Regions from separate parts of the Urocitellus parryii genome. Here region 1 is linked to region 2. A link is a contact called in public Hi-C data. All regions are on one chromosome and are shown on one strand. The core of a region is the stretch at or near the end of the contact, and the rest is flanking DNA. Distances in the headings are between cores, read along the strand shown. Region 1 holds the start of S1pr1 (sphingosine-1-phosphate receptor 1). Region 2 holds the start of Dph5 (diphthamide biosynthesis 5).

Region 1 (5,903 bases), core at 550-3,049, 220 kb after region 2:
CAATTAGCTTAAGCTGAATGGCATTTCCTTATGGAAAAAATAGCCAGCCATGCTTGCTTCACAGAGCAGTAGTGTCAGAATAGCACATGATTGCTACTGTCCAGGTGCACAACTCACTATAATTCTTTTCCCTTTAAAGAACTCAGCCAGAGTGTGGGAGAGATCTCTAATTCTTCACTTTTATTGGCTGGAAAGACACAACATCTCTCCCCTTTCAAATGGAATAAGTCTTTATACCCATTCAGTCTATTCTGGAGTCTGGAGTTCTATTATCTTAATTTCCATGTTTTGTGTTCATACTGCTGAATTTGTGGCTATGGGTTGAGTGCTGTTGCTGATGTAGATTTTAAGGTGATTGTGAATTAACTGTCACTTTTTTTTTTTTTTAAACAGACTCATAAAATCCCAGAAGCCAGGGGTCTGTTGTTTATTCATTAAGCCTCCTCTGAGTCATTCAGGTACAGGGTGTGTCTGTCAATTGAAACTGCACTGTGGAGGAAGTTTTGAGTTCACATCTGCTAGGATGGGAAAGCAATGTGAGCAGGGACTGGGTAGAAACCTCTTTTCTTTTAGGGCAGGGCAGAGAGTCCTGGTAGCACAGCCTGTAACCCTAGATTCTAGGGAGGCAGGAGGATCACCAAGTTCGAGACCAGCCTGAACAACACAGTGAAAATCTATCTCAAAATACAAATGGCTGAGTTATAGCTCCATGGTAGAAACGCCCCTGGGCTCAACCCCTAGTACTGCAATAAACAAAAAGCAATAGCAGTAAGCCAGGGCAGAAGTGCCCTGAGCTTGCCAGTCAGGCAAATGTGATGAAATGCCAACTCTCAGATGCACGTTCTTAAGTACTGTCTAAGAAAAAAAAGGGGGGGTGGGGGGAGAGGTGCAAATATTGAGAGTCAGGGCTTTGGGGTTTGTCTCCCAAAGAGAGAGAGAAGGGCACCCGCGGTTAGCTGGGCAACTGTGGGTGCTTCAGTTGTGCTGGGCCAGGAGGCTCTTCCCCTTTGGGAATTTCAGAGCCTCCCCAATTTTCTAAATCTTTCAAGAGCGGCCAGCAGCCCACCTCCTCAAAGGCCTCACTGTTGGCCTGAATCTGGGACACACCGCCTGACTTTGTGCCCAGTTGAACGAGGGGAACCCCCGCCCAACACCAACCCCGATGCTGGCCCATTTCACTATGAACGGGGGAGGGGGGGAAACCACTTTCTGCCCCTCAAGACAGAAAGTTTCTAGGCCTTACCGGGATCAGGGCTGGAGGGGTAGGGGAGAGGACCCGATCATTCCGGTCCACTCTCCCTTTTCGGCTTCTAGCCCCCTCCATACCTCTCAAAGTTCCTTCCCAGCCTCTGTTCCCCACAGCGCGACTGAGACTCGCTGGGCAGCGGCTTCGGTTTCCCCTGCCAGCGCGGAAGTGGCCTCAGGGGCTGCCGGCGACAACTAGGGACACTGGGATCAGCCAAGAGCTGCAAGGCTAGGGACCAGGGAGGTGCACTATGAAACGCCGGGTCGTCTTCTGCCCCTACTGTCTTGTGGGGAGAAAAGTTTCCAAAAGGTTCCCCCCTCCTCTTTTCCGTGGGCTTGAATGAGCCCTCTGCATCGTCTGGGAGTGGAGGATGGCTGCCGAGGCACAGGACTTCTACTTTAGAATTTAGGGGATACTAGGCTCCGCCCCTTCTTTCCCCCGCCCCCACCGTGTGTGTGTGTGTTGGGGGGTGCGGGGTGGATTCGCTGCTTGGGAAAGCCGGGGGAAGGGTTCTTTATTATTTCATTATTTGCTTTCCCCCCCAGATCTTTCCAGGACGGTGTGTCCCAGCAGCCCAGATCCGGGGGCCCCCAGCCCTGAGAGGGCGTGAAGAGTTAAGGCATTAACCCCTCCCAATCTCCTCCTAAAGGAAGCCACCCTGCCTCAGCGTGGCGCTCGGCGACTTTGCCTTGCAGACTGGCGCGGGCAGCAGCGAGCGGGGCTGGCCATTGGAGTGCACGGCTGCGGAGGGAGGGTCCCGGACTCCAGTAACTTTGCGAAAGCAGAGTGCAGTCAGTCGGGGGCAGCAGCAAGATGCGGAGTGCGCGGTGCAGACCCGGAGCTTTCCTAACGCAACTTCGTCCTGCCTGAGCGAGGTAGGGGGCTAGGAACCGTCCGGGCTCTGGCCAGCGGTGGCTGGGAGCGCGGAGACTTACTGCTGCCCGAGGGCCTACGTGCCAGAAACGAATTTTTTAAGCTTGAACGAAACGGACAAAAACTTTGAAAACATCCATCTCTGGGCTCTGAAAGTATTTGTCTCTTGGGCTGCTGTGGAGCCCAACTCGATCGGATTGTTCTTGGAGCACCGGTGATTTACGGAGTTTGGAAAAGGATTAATCCCTAAATGTAGAACTGACTGGTGGGGGAGGGGGATGGAAGTTGCGGTTCTTCAGAAGAAGGAGAGAAGACGATTATTTTTAGAAATCTTATAGACGAAGAATTTGGGGGAACAGGGGTAATGGTTTAAACTTGCACTGCTTCCCAGCAAGGTATAGAGTTAGGATGGGGCAAACGCGGGCAGCCTGTGCTGACCGGGAAGTTGCTCCTGCCTCTATTACTCCACTTAAAAAAAAAAAAAAAAATCAGAATGCTGCATTACTTTGAAACATTTAAACAACTTAAAAGTAGACCTGTTCAGACTAATGCTTTGTGCCTGTGCCGTTCCTTCACACTTTCTAGTTCTATGAGAGGAGGCAGCGCTTTGTGGGGATGGCACTAACTACAACTGGCCATGCCAGTTTTGCAATGCACATCATAATGCCTGTTTCTGAGTAGCTTTGCCCCCTGAAATTAGAAATGTGGCAGCATGTATTGTCATTAGTGGTATAACTTCTCGTTTGTGTGTGTGCCTGTGTTGACTGAACTAAAAATGCTTATGCAATCAACGTATGAAACTTCTGGGATTTACTGCAATCTCTTATGAATGGTTTTTACTGAATACCTTCACATTTACTTGCACCAGGCTTGCCGGGGGTTGGGGGGAGGGGGAGAAGAAACAATAGGCAGTTGCTTCACGGAGGCGCTGAGCTTTCCTGTTTACCGCAGGGCTGGGGCGCGCCTGGCGGCCCACACCTCACTACGCCCTCGGACCCTCAGCACACCTGCTCCTAGACGGTTATTAATAGAGCCCAGAAAATGACTTACGCTGTCAAATAATTTTCGTTCAAAGCTACTTTCTTGCATGGCAATTAGGAGGTGGTGCTCATCTCTTCGAGTTGGGGGTGGGGCGGGGTGGGGTGGAGTGAGGGGACCCAGGTGTGGGTTTCTGCCCTTAGGTTTGCCAGTTGAGTCTCTTTGAGTAGAGATTATGGGCTGTTGGTGTGAGCACGCAGATGAGCTGATGACTATTTCAGAGAATCCTGGGGTATCAGGGGTTGAAAGGCTGGAGGGGGAGAGAGCTAGCGGGGCGGGAATGGAGTTACTGGGCACCCTTCTCCAGGTTTCCTATCTCAGTTTGAGTGTATGTGAACATAGGGAGACTTTCCCATTCATCCAGTTGAAGTTTTCAGCGTGGGTAATTTTTTTGGTTTTTCTTACTCTTCTTCTTCCTCGTCTCCCCTAGAAATGATAATCATATATATATATATCATTATATATATATGATAATCAAATATATATATATATATATTTCTCCCTGCACTCTCCTCAGGTTTTCTTAAAACAGCAATAATAACAAAACTGGAGCAATGCCTTAGCGATAATGAATAGTGTGGTATGGCTTTTCCCCTGACGCTCTTCTCTTTGTGACTTGTTTAAGGCTGCAGTTTCGGAGGCCCTCTCTGGTCAAGGAAAAGCTAAGCTACACAAAAAAGCCTGGATCTCTTACAAATCTTCACCCCAGCAGCAGCGAGTGAAGCCCCGCTCGCCCTCGCCCTCTAGCGTTCGTCTGGAGAAGTGCCACCTCCGGGTTCCTGGGGACACAGTGCAGCAGCACCATGGTGTCCACCAGCATCCCGGTAGTCAAGGCCCTCCGCAGTTCGGTCTCCGACTATGTCAACTATGATATCATAGTCCGGCATTACAACTACACGGGAAAGCTGAATATCAGCCCCGACGAGAATGGCATTAAACTGACTTCGGTGGTGTTCATTTTCATCTGCTGCTGCATCATTCTGGAGAACATCTTTGTCTTGCTGACCATTTGGAAAACCAAGAAGTTCCATCGGCCCATGTACTATTTTATTGGTAACCTGGCCCTCTCAGACCTGTTGGCGGGAGTCGCCTACACAGCCAACCTGCTGTTGTCTGGGGCCACCACCTACAAGCTCACCCCCGCCCAGTGGTTTCTGAGGGAAGGCAGTATGTTTGTGGCCCTGTCAGCCTCCGTGTTTAGCCTCCTAGCCATCGCTATCGAGCGCTATATCACCATGCTGAAGATGAAACTTCACAACGGGAGCAACAGCTCCCGCTCCTTCCTGCTGATCAGCGCTTGCTGGGTCATCTCGCTCATCCTGGGGGGCCTGCCCATCATGGGCTGGAACTGCATCAACACCCTGTCCAGCTGCTCCACCGTGCTCCCGCTCTACCACAAGCACTATATCCTCTTCTGCACCACGGTCTTCACTCTCCTCTTGCTCTCCATCGTCATTCTGTACTGCAGGATCTACTCTTTGGTCAGGACTCGGAGCCGCCGTCTGACCTTCCGCAAAAACATGTCCAAGGCCAGCCGCAGCTCTGAGAAGTCGCTGGCCTTGCTGAAGACTGTAATTATTGTCCTGAGCGTCTTCATCGCCTGCTGGGCACCCCTTTTCATCTTGCTCCTGCTGGACGTGGGCTGCAAGGTGAAGACCTGCAACATCCTCTTCAAAGCCGAGTACTTCTTGGTGTTGGCAGTGCTCAACTCTGGCACTAACCCCATCATTTACACGCTGACCAACAAGGAGATGCGCCGGGCCTTTATCCGGATCATGTCCTGTTGCAAGTGCCCCAGTGGAGACTCCACCGGCAAATTCAAACGACCCATCATCGCTGGTATGGAATTCAGCCGTAGTAAATCGGACAACTCCTCACACCCTCAGAAGGATGATGGCGACAACCCAGAGACCGTTATGTCTTCTGGAAACGTCAACTCTTCTTCCTAAAGCTGAATGCTGCCAATCCTCGGGAAGTGCTCTTACAGGGTCACCACCCACCCCCCCAACCCCAGTATTTGAAAAAGGGCTCTGGGCCTCAAGTGCTGCCAGGAAGGAGGTGCTGCGAGGGAAGGAGCTGGAGAGAGGGAGGGAGGGGGAGAATCGGGGTGGTGGTGGTGCCTGGTGTTGGTGGGTATTTAGTTCCTGTGAACAATGCACTGGGAAGGGTGGAGTCAGGTCCCCTGCCTGGAGCCTATTTCCTATTCCCCTGGAGCTTTGATTTTGCACTGAGCCAAAGGTCTAGCATTGTCAAGCTCCTGAAGGGTTCATTTGGCCCCTCCTCAAAGACTGAAAGTCTCTATGTGAAAGCTTCTCTTTGTCTGGAGTTGTAAGCAGAAGATGTTTTTTTTTCACTGTAGTTTCAAACCCAAGTGAGTGTGTCCACTTCTCCTTGTCTGGGGGAGGCTCTGCATAGCCCACCCTCCCCTCCCTGTTCACACCCCTCCTGGAGATATTTTTTTTACTTTATATTGTAACTACCTGGCGGTCCTCAGAGTAGAGGTTGTGCCCTGGTCCATTTCTTGACCATCTGTAGCAGGAAGGCTGTGCTGAGTAGGTAGGCTGTGAGGAGATGGAAACGGTTTGAAGATGTACAGCAATTTCATTTGTTGAGGCCAAAGTGTCCACATAAGCTGGATCCGTTTTTTTTTTTTTTTTTTTTTTTGGATAATTGATTGAAGTCACTTTGATTTTTTTTTTTCTTAAACATCTTTACAATGAAATGTGCAAAAGTGTCATATCCATTG
Region 2 (5,808 bases), core at 1,525-4,024:
TCATCCCACAAGTCATTTTCTAAGAGTGGAAGGAAGATAGAGTCAAATTTGTGGTAAGGGCAGATAAGAAGTTAAAAAAGCTCATAGCTAATGGCCTCATTTTTTAAGTGTGAAGTCCTTTTCTCCTCTTTCCTGTCTTCCTGATCTCAATCACAGCCGCTAGACAAGAAAACAAGGCAACAAGGAAGAGGTGGTATCTGGATTATTTAAGTTACAAAGAAAGGGAACAGATACACTGGGAAAAAAATGAAAGCCATTTCAATGAAGTCCAATGACAAATATAGCAAATGTTTGTGCTTTCCACCTCTAAGCTCACAATGATTTTCCTTCAGGGTGGAATGCTCTTTATCAAATCTTATTTTATGTTAACATTGTCCCTACTAAAACATTTACATTGGGATTACTCTGTGATCAGGCACTGTTCTAAAAGGCTTATGCATATGAATTCATTTAATCTTGACTTCAATGTGAGATCAGCACTATTTTAATCTCAATTTTATAAGTAAGAAACAGAGCAAAGAAATGTAAGTGATTGCTCAAAGGCAGAACTTTGGTTGTAGAACCTCACATATGCCACAAATGGGGGATAGACAGAGAATAATGATCTCTACTTTACAAGGTAGCTGGGGGTCCAAGTTAGCTTCCTCTGGCTGTGAGCAATTTTCTCCATTTATCTGCAATGATGAACAGATATTATCATTTTGCACTTGGATTATAATGTAAAAACAAACAAACAAAAAAAATTTTTAAAAGGTTGGTGTATATATACTACTTTAAAATGCAGCTCAAATTCCATATAATCCATCTAGTATTTCCTGATAACCACACCCTGAAGTAATCTTTCTCACATGTATTCTCATAATTAATAACTAATAAATATTTTACATTTGGGACCACTTTTACTTTTAGTAGGTCAAAGGAAAGGGTAATGATTTAGATAAGCTCATCTCAGTTCTTTCCAAACATATGATTTTATAGCTTCTTCCTCCCACTGTTATTATGAATTGTTATTTAAATTATTTCTTAGACTTACTATATCTAGATCAATTATCTTTTGACCAGAGAACATATAAATAATACTACCTTTTTGGCAATTTGAAAATTGCCAAAATGACTTGAGGGATGAGGCTCTTGTTCCAAGACCTAACTCCATCTAGATATGGTTTAAAAACCATTTCCTTTAAAATCTAATCATTATTAAGAGCACATAAATTCAGATTTCTTTAGCAATGATGTGGTGGTTCCTTTTTAAAAATATTATGTTAGAGTATGATAAAGGAAAACATTTCATTGTAGAAAACAGATAAAATTTTCTATATTTTTTCTCACTGTGTAATAGTTATCTGTAGTCGAGACCAGATTGTATGTATAGGTATGTTAAGTACATACAAATCTCTAAAAAATCAATGTTTTAAAGAGAAAAGATAGAAATGAAGGGAAGAAGAAAAAGAAAAAAAGTAGTTGACATAAAAGTGACTCTGAGATTTTACTGGGTAATATAAAGGTATGAATTTATTTATACCTTAGTATAAATAAATTTATACTAATTTACTTTAGTCTAGAAATGAGTCACTTATGGTAGATGAAGTTGTGTATAGGCAAGGTGTTCAGGGAAGAATGTGAACTGAGAACCTGGAGAAGAATATGGAGCACATACCAGAAGAAATTTTGTGATATGGCTAAAAGTCTTTTGAGCTTAACTCATACCCTACTTGGAGTTTGACAATGAGCCCTTAAAGAGAACTAGATAAATGTATAATTACACTAACAAATTCTCTGGTTATTTAGTCCCAGGATCACTTAATATATACGTGTAAGCTTTACTGGGAAATGTCTACTTGAAGGTAAGATCTCTTTGAATGTTACAGACAGGCGATCAACATTCCCTGTGGAAACACTTCAAAGGGATAGGCTTTCAGCTTGGTTTCTGAATATATAACCAACTCATTAAGGTGTCAGCACCTCATTAACACTCAACTCAGAAAGGATTTCTTGGCTATCTCATGAAATAAGGGATTTTGATAACTATTCCCCCAGGAGTGTAAAATAATGTTCCTTTATTTGCTGGAGAAAACCACAATATGAGACTTTTCTTTATAGTAGCGAAACCACTGTTCGATTTTTCAAGTTGGTGTATGATTTTCTTTCTTTCTTGTACTTCTCAGCTCCTTAATGAATAGGAGATACATTTTAAACAAGCAGCAGACATTCTATTCAGCCTAGTTTATCAAAGTCAGACGTCAGGTAGTTTTCTTTTCTTGAGACGGGAGCCTAAATCACCTACCAGGGATTCCTTCCCTACAGTCAGGACTGAGGTGTAGGCTTCCAGATACACTCGACTGCAGCGTCTTACAACTTCCAGGCCCTTCACTGTGATGTCCTTGGCATCTCCCAGGCCCAAGCCGATCAGGTAAAGCATTTCGAACTGGGTGACTGCAGGACAAACAAGAAAAGCAATATCAGCTATCCTGAGGAAACCTGAAGTCTCGTGATGGCAACAGAACAACAGAGTAGCTCCCGAAGAGCGACAAGGCACGAATGAGGTTTGAGATTCTCGAGTCACAAGTAAGGACTGGAGCCGTGTTTTAAACAATCTCACCAGTTGGGTCCAATTACCCGATGAGAGAATGCTAGCTGGTCCCCTGTGCTCCACCAAGTCCTAATTGCAGCTGGCCTTCCCGGTGAAGCAGCTCGGACGCGGCAGAGCGCGCTGAGCCAAGTCCCACGCTGCCGGCCTCACCTACGGTGCCGCAAAACGCAGGCGCCTTTTGCTGCACTTTACGACTAGCCGGGAGGCGTGGGAGAGCCAGCTCGCGGTAGCCGGGCACCCGACCCGGACTCCAATGCTGGAGATTCGCGGGCTGTTGCGGTTGGAAGGCTAAAGGTCACTGGGCGGGGGCAGTCGGTCGAACGCCCCCAGCCTAATTCTGGGGGAAAAAACCCGCGTACACACGCTGCTCCGAATCAGTGACTTAAACATCCCCTTTCTGGTCCGGGGTAAGTGCGGCGGATCTTTGCACACGAGGAGCTCGACCCGAGTTGGGCTGCGGGTCCCCGCCCTGCGCCTCTGCTTCGCCTTCCTCGCGCGGGCTGGCGGACGAGAGGGACTCCCCTCAATTGCCCCGGGTTTACCCCAGCGCTGGTATTTTAATCCCCGCCCTCTGGGTCGGTAGTTGAAGCCGCTGCCTGCAGGCGCGGTGTCAGAGTGGCAAACCCGGCGGTGAGTGCAGTCTTGGTTTTCCCAGAGGGGCAGTGACTCCCCAAGAACTGAGGCTGGAATCCCCCAAGGATCTGGCTTAGTCATCGAAAGTGTCGGGAATCCCGGACTCTTCTGTACCTAGAGAAATGACCTTTAAGAGTTCTTAGGGATTTCAGAGCTCATCTCAAGTGCTTGCACAGGGGGAATTCTTGTAAAGAGGTTGATTAGATATAGTTCCGGTATCGGTTTGCTGTGAATAAAAAGGTTGTCCCTAAATTCACTAGCCATCTTAAGTTAAAAAAATATAGTTTTCATTGCTTATTTTGGTAGACAGTATTTATTGGTTGTTAGGAATTTTCCTTGTGTTTCTTCCAAAGAGCCCTGTGCCTTTTTGTATTGAGTTCAACCCACCCTTTATACTTCTCATGCTATATACACTCTTCCTAATTCTGTCTGCTTTCATTACATTAATTTATTTCTCACACCATATTACATTACTACAAAAAAAAAATGGGGGGGAGCTACTGGGTGTTGAACCCAAGGGGGCCTTTACCTCTGAGCAACATCTCCAGTTCGTTTACTTTTTATTTTGAGATTTTGAGAGAGGGTCTCGCTCCTGAAGCTGGCCTTGAATTTGTAATCCTTCTGCCTTAGCCTCCTGAGTTGCCAGTATTTCACTGGTCTTACTGGCACACGCTACCACGCTCAGGTGGGTAAAGACTTAAGTATGACATCAAAAGCACTATGCAGAAAAGAAAACAAAATAAAAACTGAAAATGTGCTTCAAAAGATGCCATGAAGCTACACACTGAGAAAACATTTGCAGAGCATAGATCTGATAACGGACTTGTGTAAAGAACTCTCATAATATTAAAAATACAGTTTAACTTAAAAACGTGGGAAAAGATTGAAAACCAAGAAAAAAGATTGAAGCCAAGAAAGATATGTGAATAGAAGAAAATCATTGTAAAAGAAGGTAAACATCAGACTTAAGGAAAATAAAAATTTAAATCACAATGAGATACCACTACACACCTATAAGAATGATAAAACAACAACAACAAAAAACAAACCCCCCAAATTGACAATCTACTTATGTAATTCTAGGTTATTCCTAATATTTTGCCAACTCAAATTTCAAACTCCCATTCAGGCCTCTTCCCTTTGACAAGTATATAACTTTTTGCAGGAAATTTTCACCTAGATAACCCAGAGGTGTATCAAATTCAACACATCCAAAGTGCAATTCATTATCTTCTCTTCTATTTGAGATTTTCTGTTGGTATTAAATATGTTGGTGGGAGGGGAGGGGCAGGATTGTCCTTCATACAGTCACCCAACCTAGATACTTGGAAGTCACCAAATCTGTTACTTTTGTCTGTCTCAATAGGAACCATATCTACTTTCTCTGTCTTGGTTCAGGTCTTCACTCTGTCACTCGTCTAGCTGGGCATCATGTCTCCTTTGCGTTCAGCCTTCTCTCAGAGGCCAGGGAGTTCTGTAAAGATACAATCTAAAAATGTCATTCCCTTTCTAAAAATCCTTGTGAAGCCAAGAGAATGTTCAGGTGCCTTAACATCCCCACTGGATCATCAATGGTGATGTTACTGCCTCTCTATCTAGCTTCATCTCTCTATGGAGAGAGAAGTTTGTTCTCTAGCAGTACTGAACTGCCTATAGCTCAGTGCCCACAACCTATTACTTTTGCTTCTATGCTACTTCCTGGGTGTGGAATACTGTCTCCTATTCTTTCCTGAGTAGGTAACCACTACTCATTCTTTTAAGACTAAGTTCAGAAAGTCTTCTCAGAGATCTACAACCCTCTAAGCCGAGTTATGTCCCCTCTTTATACTTTATACATAAACAGTTAATTTAAGTCTTTTTGTAACTGTTCATCTGTATTTCTTCTTTCCTAAACCAGCACTTTCATGAAGTCAGTCTACGTTCATATTCTCTTATGTGGCATGTAGAAAGTTTTCAATAAATGTTTGCTTATAAGTTGATCATTGTGTATCCACTAGTAGCTGAGCAATTTATTTGAGTTATAATTTGTTTTCTATCTTAGGAAAATAGGGGTTAATAGGTTCTAAGTAACTACCAAAATGTCATCACTAGAATATCACATATAAACATGCCTTGCCCCTGCCACTTTGGAAGCCATTTGTGGTGAAAAGCTTTTGATACTACATAAACTCATGTGCCCATCATTGAATAGATTATTTCCAGTGTGCTGGTCATTTCTTTGTGTGTTTGTTCTTCACATTTTGTCTGAATATTCTTAAGTAGTTTTACTATGAAAGGACATTACCAAAAAGAACAATCCAAAGAAAGGAATGCTTTATTGCCTTTTAGGAAATAAATCTATACTGTAAATGGAGTTATTCTGTTTAGGCAAGGATTTGAGACATTCTTTATTTAGAGACAAAGGAAATTTCTATTTTTATGCTTCAGAATTCAGCCAGAAGAAATTTCTTTGGCTATAGAGTTCTCAACAAACCTACCTTTCTACCTGCCTTCATTTTTCAATAGGAGTGTAAATTTTGTGTATCTTTCTGGAGGTGAATAGATAAAATAAAGGGTTTTTGGCAATCTTGTTCCTCCTCAGCTCA

The links. A called contact is a pair of places that touch in the nucleus more often than the background predicts.
Region 1: a Hi-C map of liver shows a contact between it and region 2, with 4 times the contacts expected there. The contact joins the promoter of S1pr1 here to the promoter of Dph5 in region 2. A contact is called at or near these places in 2 of 2 Hi-C or Micro-C datasets (liver and muscle).

What each region holds. Positions count from the first base shown.
Region 1 is chr11:85,213,487-85,219,389 of mUroPar1.hap1, forward strand. It overlaps S1pr1 (sphingosine-1-phosphate receptor 1), which reads left to right and starts at 1,800. Exons shown (of 2, transcript XM_026379687.2): 1 at 1,800-2,121; 2 at 3,783-5,170. The coding sequence starts at 3,961. The coding sequence ends at 5,106.
Region 2 is chr11:84,993,300-84,999,107 of mUroPar1.hap1, forward strand. It overlaps Dph5 (diphthamide biosynthesis 5), which reads right to left and starts at 2,775. Exons shown (of 8, transcript XM_026379683.2): 1 at 2,600-2,775; 2 at 2,285-2,433. The coding sequence starts at 2,419.